Regions from separate parts of the Mus musculus genome. Here region 1 is linked to region 2. The links are chromatin contacts, called in public Hi-C maps. All regions are on one chromosome and are shown on one strand. Each heading gives the region's core, a stretch centred on a gene start, on an enhancer-like site or on the middle of the called end of the contact. The rest is flanking DNA. Distances are from core to core; before and after follow the strand shown. Region 1 has its middle 83 kb from the start of Gm41423. Region 2 has its middle 48 kb from the start of Gm33696.

Region 1 (5,706 bases), core at 119-2,618, 210 kb after region 2:
TGATAGATCTCTTTCTATGAGCAGACAGACAAATGAGCCAATGACAAAGGAAACACCATCAGATGTGTTAGGCAGTACATCCATTCTACCCAGGCAGTGCTTTCAGATACCCTAACCTACCTTCAGCCATCAGAGAGAAAGAGCGTTCTTCCTGAGCCACACACCCAGGAAGCCATTCCTCATCTTTAGAGGCATACTGGAACTTAAAATGATGGGGCAGAGTTGTGTTTCTGATCAGTTTGAGTGCATTTAGTTTTTTAGGCTCAGGGTTATTAAATGATAATACGGTGACAAAGATTTGGATAATGACAGGTAATAATGGGATAGCCCCTGCCTGGTGAGCCTCAGCAGCTGCACCTTCCAGGTTCTCAGAAAAAAGAGTAGTGCTCAGAAATGATGTCCTCAACATTGGCCCTGATTCTCCTTCCTTCAGAGTAGTTGACGAAGTGTCTGGCTGCATGTGTACAATGGGGAGGCACTCATTAAATGTTCTTAGATTAACCATACCTTCTTAGCATCAGAGTTTTGATCACATTCCCTTCCATACTAAAAGATCCTCCACACTCAATATGTCCCCAGTGTCTTCTTACAAGGCCTAGGACTCAGGACCAGCCTCATCCAAGGTCACAGCTGCATGTCCAAGTCATACCTTTTCCCACTAAGTGGATATTACTGAAGCTCTGAGCTGCATTTCTACTCCATCTAGCTAGTAAGTGTACTTGAACCTTAAAGAAATTATCTCTGGCTTTATTGTACTGCTGCCTTGAAACCATTTTCTCTTCCTTCACTCTCTGTCTTCCCTCCCTTTAAGAACCTTCTCTCCTGGGAGGATATGACGAGGATCCAGCTCTGGCCAGGCTCCCACAAAGACTTGGAAAGGGGCCTTCACAGAAGGTACTTGTCCCCTCCCTGGCTTTCAGCACATACCCAGGAATGTCTGCCAAGCTCTTCTGTTTCATCTCTATTTTGTACATTAACACAAGTCCAGCCATACATTTTGCCCATCCAGGATTTCACTCTGGGAAAGTGAAGATCCACTTGCACTACAGCAGAGGAAGGGGTTAGGATCTTTCTAGGAGGCAGCAAAATCAAAAGGACTCAATGCTAAGTGTCCCTCAGAACATCCTCTGATTTCCCAAGGCTGAAGGAAGGAATTATTCTGAAGGTATTAATAGAATGCAGATGTTGGAGAATGTGGCTTTAAATTCTGCTGAACAAATGACCCTGTTGGGAGGTCGTTTCCAGTCTCCAGGGACATTCCACAGAGGGCCCAGCTGATTGTCTCATATTGAAACAACATGTCCAAGACACATTCCAGCCTAAAGCAAGCGGAACAGGGCTACTCTGACCAAGTATAAATCATGAGGCAAAGGGCAACTACATCCCTCAGTGCTGCCCTCCTCCTTCCTGGTTCCCTCCACCTCCTCCACCTACCCCCAAGGAAAACAGAGTTTGAGTAAGAGGCTGCCAAGCCAGGCCGCTGAGGCGCCGGCTGGCTGGCAGCACACATGCTGCAGCTTGGGAAGCTTGCTTCTAGCTTTCCATGCTGTGGCCCTGATGGTTTTGCTTCAGTTCAGTTGCTCTTTGTTTCTGGTCTTCAGTCAAGTCCCAAACCACCAGGCTTCTCTAGAGAATTCAGTCTGACATTTTAAGAGTTAACACCAGAGCCCCCTGGACAGAAGGGCAGATAAGAGAAATTCTGGTGGGAGATGGATGCCGGAAGAACAGGGTAGAGGATTTCTTTAGAAAGTGAATGTGTTACTTGTGAAAATATTAGCCATCCAATAAAAAGAATGAAGTGTCTTTCAAGAGACAGTTTGCCAAAATGGAAAGAAAGTCTTCTTTCAAAGACAGCCAGACCTGGCACTGTTTGGTGAGCTGTGTGTTCAGGACAGACACAAATTAGCTGGTTTAGGGTGGAAGGCATTCCCCAGCAGCCTTTGGCTGGCCACTGTATGTTGGGAGCCGCGCCCACATTCGCCGTTACAAGATGGCGCTGACAGCTGTGTTCTAAGTGGTAAACAAATAATCTGCGCATGTGCCAAGGGTATCTTATGACTACTTGTGCTCTGCCTTCCCCGTGACGTCAACTCGGCCGATGGGCTGCAGCCAATCAGGGAGTGACACGTCCGAGGCGAAGGAGAATGCTCCTTAAGAGGGACGGGGTTTCGTTTTCTCTCTCTCTTGCTTCTCTCGCTCTTGCTTCTTGCTCTCTTGCTTCTTGCTCTCTTGCTTCTTGCACTCTTGCTCCTGAAGATGTAAGCAATAAAGTTTTGCCGCAGAAGATTCTGGTCTGTGGTGTTCTTCCTGGCCGGTCGTGAGAACGCGTCTAATAACAACTGTACTGGCTGAACCTGGCCTTTATAAGTTTGGTTTGTTATGAAAATGTGGGTGAGCCCACCATATCCTTTACTGGGGAAGTCTAACATCAGGCCCTGCCCACAAACCCACCTTCACTAGGCAAATGCAGAAGCTGTGGTCTAGATTTTCAAGGCCACCAGGGATGCTGCTGGTGATCTGAGAGGGCACCAGGTAGAACAGGAAGGGACATCTGTTCTCATGAATCAGAGGAGTTATTGGTAATAGGGATAGAACATCAACAGAAGCTGAGTGTCAATCAACATGGTGACATGAAGCTCCCTACATGGTCCCCTCTCCCTGCAGGTTCACCCAGCCAGCCAGACCCATGAGCAAATGCCCAAGTAATATTTGATGATTGTTAGTATTGAGACAGAGCTACTACTTAAACCAGATATCCTTTAAAATGCAGGGCCAAGTTTGGACTCTGGTGCAGGAGACAGGATGAGGATGTCAACCAGATGGAGCATGTCCTTAACTCAAACCTCCCATGTCTTCAGCCTGCCACTGAACTATGTGTCCTTGTGTGTGATGTGTACATGGTTTGTTGTGAGAAGTCTTGCTCCTATGGACATGGACAGAGGAGTTCCCAGAAGGATGCAGGCAGTCTATCTTTCTTAGAAAAATAATTTGAAGTAGAAGCAACATTTGAAAGGTTTTCACCCATACATGGGTGTGTGAACAAATATGGGGGAGGGGAGCAGGCTAACCAGAGGGGCTGAGGTTTAAAAGGAGTTATGAATTGGAAAGAAATAATCAAATTACTTTTTCCTCCCTCAGAATTTATCAGAAAGCAAAATGACCATTCTAATACACCAAACGTTTGACTTTATTAGGGAATAGAGGATACATGCTTGCTCTCATGCAAGTCGAGCTTTGAGGTGCCAAGTTGGTGGCTTTGCAGGTTCCTGCTGCTGTCTGCTGGGGAAACACAAAGTAGGGACCATTTGCACTGTCTGCAGGAAGCATAGGGAGTTATGGGTGTCAAAAGAGAAACAGTCAAACTTGAGGACTAAAAATAAGTTGGGATGAGAAAGTAGAGTAAGGAAGGACTGCTTATGAGTTATCTAGATGATAGCGATGAAAGTATTACTTTAGACGAAGGTCAGCCTGTAGAAGCCAGCAACCCAAACCTTGGAACTTGACTGATGCTGTACTACCTTTTCTGTGCTTTTCTTATAGAAACGTGGGCAGCACAATACCCCATCCTTGTGCCTTTGGACACAGAACCCAGCAGAACCAAGTACATTTACAGTGTGCCACGGTTGCCACATCTATCACTGAAACTCTGTCTCCATTAAACAGAGGATCTTCTTTCCTCCTTCCATGAAACACTGCTAGCCATCTCTGAGAACTCTAAGTACCTTATCTAGGTTTAGTTACATAGTACATGTCTTTCTTGCTCATCTTCTTTCATTTAATATAAGTTTTAGTGTTTATTCACTCTGTACCTCTTGTTAAGGCTATCATTCTATGCATATGAATCCCACATACTGCTCAACCACACTTCCATTTCTGTTGGATATTATGGCAAATGCTGCCATGCATATGACATATGTCCCTTCCAGAACCTTCTTTGGAACATGTCTTAGTTTGTTTTCTATTGCTGTGGTAAACATTATGACCAAAAGCAGTGTTTTGCTTTCTAATTCTGTGAGCCTTTAATATCCTTCCTCATGTTGTGACCCCCCAACCATAAGATTGTTTTGCTGCTATTTCATAACTGAAATTTTGCTACTGTTATTAATCATAATTTAAATATCTGAAATGCAGGATAGCTGATATTTGAGCCCCAAGGAGGTCATGAGTGTTGGATATATGCAGTAAAAACTGACAAAGCCACACCATGCAACAGGTCTCATGGAGATTTATTAGAAGAGGTGTTAGTAAGAGGGCACAGAGGCTGCCTCTGGGTGGTGGAAAGGAAGGAGAGGTTGGAGGAGAAGCAAGACCTTTTATCAGAAATGTGGCACATGTACAGGACGACATGCAATCATGCAATACAAGGTGACAATGGGCATGTGTCACCTCTGGGCACCTAGTGATGATGTGTCCTGTTGTCACAAGGTCCCTTGGGCTGGTCATAGAGGTGCCTGATTGTCAAAAGTGACCCACAGATTGAGAAACACTAAAAGCAACTTGGGAGGAAAGGGTTTGTTTGCCTTACTGTTACAGACCATCGTGAAGGGAAGTCAGGGCAGGAGGTCAAGGGAGGAACAAGGAGGCAGGAACTGAAGCAGAGACAGCGAAGGAGGGCTGCTTACCAGCTTGCTCCTCATGACTTGCTCAATATGCTCTCTTATATAACTTAGCATGACCTGCCCAGAGCTCACACCATCCACTGTGGGCTAGGCCCTCTCACATCAATCACTAAATCAAGAAATTGTCACACAAACTGGCATACATATCAATCTGTTAGAAACATTTTCTTAATGAAGGTTTATTCTTCCCAGGTGAATCTAGCTCCTATCAGGTTGACAAACACTAACTGGCATGGCCTACAAATGGAGTAGCTACATCATGATTATCCTATTTTTATGTTTTTAAAGGAATAGCCAAGCTGTTTTCATATATCTGTATCATTTGACCAAATGCCTTCCTATTTCCACTAGCACTTCTTATAAAAGACTAGTCTTTTGAGAAGAAAAGCCTTGAAGGATTTTTCTAAGTAGTCTTTGCAATGGACGGAGATAACCATATTCTTAATTCTTGTGAGCTAACCACATGCACTAATTCTGAAGATATCATTTCTACTAAATCCTATATTTCCCTCCTGTACCCATTCTCTTCAAAGGTGATTGTCTTCAAAATTCAAATCTCTATATTTGAATAAGTTCTTGCAGGTGGGTTTTAAAGTTTCAGATACATGTATGATTAATTGTGTAATTCACCCCATCAGCGTTTCTATTTTAACCTACGAGACATGTATGTTTATATCCATGGATTCCTCCAAACCTGGATTAAAAGTGTTGTGAAATAATGTATATATAATGTGCATACATACTTTTTCTTTCTTGTTATTTCCCAAATAATTTAACATAATAATTGATTACATGGAATTTATTGGACACTTAATATTACCATTTATATTGCATTGCCTCAGACACCAAAACTAATCTAGAGAGTCTTCAAAGTACACAGAGGCATACATTCGGTTTACATACAAATATTATAGAATTTAATATAAGATACATGAGGACACATTGATTTGAGTACCTACAGTGGATCTTGGAAATGACCGTCCTCAAAATATGTTTAAGTGTTTGCAACCCAGCCAAGTATTATGGTCTGAACTGTTTCCCAATTTGCCATGGCTGTGGATTCCCACTGCTGTTCACTCTGCTGTGC
Region 2 (5,388 bases), core at 2,019-4,518:
GTAAGGGGATGGACACAGAAAGGAGCAGGTTAGAACTTGGTTGACATAATCAAAAGAACTCTATGCTAAGACATTACCCTAGGAATGCTGTGAGGTAGAGAAGGAAAAACTGAACTGACTGGATCTAAAGGAAAATTGAATCTTTGTTTAATATACATGTGCTAGATTCTATCATGCTGTTTCTGAAGTTACTAACAAGCAAGACCGCTTGACTAGCAATAACTCAAGGAGATGTGAGGCCTTCCAGATGTCTCAATGATCCAGGACAAGAGATAAGGGGTACATATGAGACTCTCCCTGGCCCTGTACATGCTGAAGATGTTATGCCTTCCTACTACACATTCCAGCTTTTGGGCTGGTCCTTGTCTCCTGCATTGAGCAGAACCACCCCTTTATCCCTTCTCCTACCTACTGGCCCCACATTTGGCTGATTTTATATATCCTCTTGAAGAGGCAGAGTCATTGCTTGGACAGTCTTGTACCTGCCTTCTAGAATTATTAAATCCTAAGCATTGTATCCATGAATGAAAGGCAGGACAATAACAAAAGGATGCATGTGATTCTGTAAAATCCATGCACTTTGTGGATACATTGAGGGACAATGTGCCTGAACTTAAATGAGTATTCAGAAAACACTATACAGTTTATAATGAAGTAGATTATCCATATATTTCTGTACTTCAGTGTTGCATGCTCTATGCATTCTGTAACTCTCTTTGTACTGCATTCCCTTATTGAAAGTACATGTGGTCACACTATATTTCTGTCAGGAATGGTCAAATTTTGCAACATATACAGGACATGTTATAACCAGCAGATTGCTGCCTTTCTTGAGGACACTTAATGTCCATGGTTTCATGTGACTTGACATTTAATAATCATGAAGCTTCCAAAGAGGAAATATAAGCATGTCTCTAGCTGCAAAGCAAAAGGAACTGCATGTAGAACAAATGAGGCCTGGGGTGTGAAGCAAGGCGTTGGGTACACAGTGGAAGAAAGAGGATGTACAAGGTTTAGCAGTGGGCAGCCCAGAGGTGGAGACCACCCTTGTCAGGGCTTTTCTCAATACATGTGTTTCTAAATGTCTAAAAGTTAACTCTTTCCAGGCTCGTTGGAAGCTGAAAGTGGTAGAGAATCAACTCACCTCTACAACAAATGACACAGGCTCCCTGATCCCCATGTGCAAAGAACTAAGGCAGTGTAGTGAGATAAGAATGGTCAAGAGAGACTTTCTGGGAATGTGTGTGCTGACAAATGAGGAGCCTTTGAAATAGCTGTAGAATCTGATAACAGCCAATTGCTAAAGTTCATGCCCAGTGGAGCATTACAGACAAGTGACTCCAGTCTTTACCATGTAAGAATAACCATGACAGCCCTGTAGCTATAGGTGACAAACTGTAAGTGACAAGTAGTTTGAAGAAAGAGTAAGTAACTGGTTGGACATTGACATTGGTGGAATGCTCTGCCATCATGTAAAATCTGGTAGCATCTTATATCTGCAGAGCAGTGAGTATAGAACAAGAGCTTATGCTCATGAAGACAGTTGATCTTGCCAACATGATAAAAGTCTTCCTCATTGCAATAGTTGGTGGACATAGGAGAATGGAAGGATTATAGCTGGTGAAGAGAGGAGAAGCATATGTTGTGTTTGATTACAGAACCCAGCTCTGGGACACCTCTATGCCTCCTGTCATGACTTTTGAATGTGCCCAATGGGTGGAAAATGCTTGCCACATAATGCAAATAGGAAACATGAGGGGCAGAATGTGAATCTTATTGTGGAACTAAACTCACTATTGCCCAAAAGAAATATCCCTTATGTTAATTGTGGCACTTTACCTTGGAATCAAGAGAGAGGCACTTTTCTGTTAGTTCTCTATGCCTGCTCTCTTAACCTTTAATAGCATGTATTCTAACAATGAAGAAACAAGCATTCTAGGGTGGCTATACAAAGAGAAAGACATCATTGCCATTTAACTTTCATTCCCCTCTCCAAGACTATTTGTATGTTAAACTATTTCTAAACTTCAAATTTAAATTCAGACATTGCCTATTTGTTAGTTACTTTATGCTTTGACTTTTATTTACTTATTCATAAGTCTTTTATAAATATTCATATCCCCTTATCATTGTCTCATTTTTGCTTATATTTAGAAGCATGAGAAACGTAAATTATTTCCAAACAATGAATTGATTGTTAAAATGTCTCTGTGCTCATTCCTCTGTAGTCAAAAGTAGTCTATAAAACTAATTGTTGTAGATTCAAATGGCTTTTTAAAGGGTTTTTTTGTGCAAATATAAGTTAAAATAAAATGAATACTCTGTATGACTTGGGACCATATTTCAGTTCTTTGAAAGCTGTTTGCTTTTCTTTGATCTATTTTGAAACATGTAAATATTTTTAATATAATAATTAGAATCAAAATTTTTAAAGCAAATATTTCACAGCCATAGACAGTTCTTATCCAAAACTTTATTGTGTAGTCTTCTTGTCTGATGCTGCTGTGTCACTACAGATGAATGATGCTGGTTCCTGAAGAGTATTCCCAAGTAGGGAGTGTTATCCTTAGCACAGGTTGGTGGCCCTTGGCCTGTTGAGAGCTGCTGGATGTTCCGTTACTATGAGCACATCTCATGCCAGAGTTTATCAGGTGACAAGAACTTCTAAGACCTAATAGCAAGAGATGAGGGCATTGGAACATATGCTTTTTCCTGGTGTTTTTGCAGTCCCCTTCCTGGGCAACTGCAGGCCCTACTAGCTGCTACCTCAGCCCAGCAGTACTCATTCTTCAACTCTAAGTTCTTTTTGCAAACAAGTGTAGATATTTTATCATTATCATTTTCCTCCTCCCTTTTGCCCAAGATACACAAACTTTTGTCTAACCCAGTGATTTGCAAAAGTGGTTGTAGCCCCTTTTGAGATCAAATGACACTTTCACAGGGGTTGCCTAAGATAATCCTGCAAAGTAGGTATTTACATTATGATTCATAACAGTAGCAAAATTACAGTTATAAAGTAGCAGAAAACTGTATGGTTGGAGGTCACCATAACACAAGAAACTATATTGAAGTGTCTCTGCATTAGGGAGGTTGAGAGACACGGGTTAGATTAGACTCTAACCCAACTTCCATAGTTTGTGGCAGAGTAATAGGCAGATCTCTATACCAGCCTAACTTCTCCCTACCACCCCCCTCCATCTTCCTTCTTCTTGCAGTGCAAACGCCAAGTCATATGGACTTGGATTCCGACTCTCTTTTCTTTGCCAAGACTCATATTATTGAGCAAGTGAGGAGAGTTGAGCCAAACTGAACTAAGTGACGCCACAGCACACTGTGTAGTGCAGAGCTAGCACTTTGGATATTGTGTAATTAAGGCTTTAATGAACATCACATAGAGAATTAGACTGCAGATTGTGACACAAATAAATCTACTTGGCTTTTAGAAACATTCCTTAAAAAGAAATATTTTGGTACCAGAATGTGTTCAGGAGGGAAAGAGCCTGTGCCCTTGACACAGGAAGTAGATAACACCTGTCAGAAGAATCGAAACCACCTGCTTGGGTGCATCTGGTAATAAGTTTGCAGCTGGTGCTACACTCTACCACTATGGACCATAACTCCAGGCAATAGAGAAGGTTCATAGTGGACAAAACCCTTCACAATCTGGAAGATCCCAGCTATGGGATTCCTGTCAAATTATGTTCCCTGGGGGTAAGTATTATAATACACCCCATCTTCATGATCTCGCTCTGCCAGTGATTTAAATTTTATGGGCTTATAATCTACACACTGTCCTTGTTCCTGATATAAAAACACCAGAACACAAGTCCTAGTACACTAAGTCTGTTCCCAAGAAAGTGAAACCATTGGAACACTTTCCTGCAGCCTTCATATAAAAAAGAAGCAGAAAGGCCAAAGTAACCCCTTCTGGTGGATTGTTTTATTCCACTACAAGGCAGTGCCGTTATTCCAAAGTAACCCCTTCTGCTAGACTGCTCCACTCCACTCCACTGCAAGGCAGTGCTGTTATTCTTGGGAAAACCCATCCTGGCTTTAAGTACATCAATGTCTCATTGGTGTTTGTCAAAGGCATTCCTTTCCTGTTATTTTAGACTTTTTTCTGGAGTCTGAAAGAATCAAGTAGAATTGGCACTAGCATGGTACACTGTGTATGTTTTAGTCATAAAAAGCCCCCAAGATACACTGAAAGTTCACTCCCACAGTTGTCTTTCTTTTGTAGAATTTCCAGGACAGCTTTTGGATCTTATGTTGAAAAGCTGAAATTTTCAAGAAGAATGAATATTGAAAATGTGTAGGAATAATCTTGGAATTCACAGTAAAGGGCTCATCTCACTCAGGAGGGGGATGGAGACAGTTGCTCCTGTTGATCACAGTTGACCCCTTCTTTTTCTTCTCTTTACAAATGTACCAAAATGCATTCCTCTTTTTAATCAATGTACAGAGTACACATTTTATTACAAGTATAGCTATTGAAAATGGCATTGAAAACGTAAAACTGTCTTCTAGAATCTGAATGGAAGTAGGATTCTTGCACAAACAATATGTAAAGATATTAAAAGGCAATGCCAGAAAGACTTCTTCTCATGCCTCCTCTGTGCATTCTTTGTGTAAATGTGTGCCATATGTCAGGCTGTTTACAGAGGAAAAAGGTTTCTTTCTCAACCACACATCTGGTAGGCATGCCAACTCTGACAGAGAGAAGAATGGAGATGTGGCTCTTCCAGCGAATCCCCATATCCACGAATGGACCAGCAGCCATGAATACCAGCAGCTCATAGCTCAAGTATGTTTCTAGAGAGGTCAACAAAAGACCTGCCTTATAGTTCAAAAGAATCCTAGTTTAGGGGAGTTGTATGTATGTGTATGTGTGTCTGGGGGGGGGGGCTACCTGTGTTACAATGTAAATGTCCTTCCTAGAGTCCAGGCAGAAAATGAAGAAGAAAGCAGTCTTAATAAAGAAGGCCAGAACACCAGAAACGTGGGTTCTCAAAGGAAGATAGTGAGTAATATGCCAGAGAAACATGTAGCACCCAAATCAGGAAGGTGACCTTTCACTGTGGAGCCTATGAGTTCTATCCTGAAGGCCATAGGAGCTGGCCTTCATTGGGATGCTCTGAGGTTTCTGAGGGTCAGTGACATACATATCTGGGTAGTGGAGGGCATGGAAGAGAGACCTAGACCAAGAAGTGTAACTAAGTACAGGTGTTTGTCCTTGTTGCCATTGACTCAGACAAAATGCACATGCAATGAAAATACATGCTTCATTCATACCCAAATGTAGCTCCAAGCTTGGTAGATGGACTCAAATCACAGGACAGCCATCCAAAGTCTTTCTTCTCTTGAGGGTTTATGGAAGAAGATTCAAGA

The links. Hi-C and Micro-C count contacts between places; a contact is called where the count stands out from the background.
Region 1: a contact with region 2 is called in a Hi-C map of the 3T3-L1 cell line, with 2.9 times the contacts expected there. The contact joins two enhancer-like sites. A contact is called at or near these places in 3 of 484 Hi-C or Micro-C datasets (the 3T3-L1 cell line, nephron progenitors and uterus).

The regions. Positions count from the first base shown.
Region 1 is chr16:15,194,198-15,199,903 of GRCm38.p6, forward strand. No RefSeq gene overlaps it. Among named protein-coding and RNA genes, the nearest start is that of Gm41423, 83 kb to the left of the region's middle. RefSeq lists an enhancer at 216-1,919. Within about 2 kb of position 1,369, at least 100 of the 459 cell types and tissues checked have an H3K27ac peak or open chromatin away from gene starts, as enhancers often do.
Region 2 is chr16:14,986,518-14,991,905 of GRCm38.p6, forward strand. It overlaps the pseudogene Gm46561. Among named protein-coding and RNA genes, the nearest start is that of Gm33696, 48 kb to the left of the region's middle. Within about 2 kb of position 3,269, at least 19 of the 459 cell types and tissues checked have an H3K27ac peak or open chromatin away from gene starts, as enhancers often do.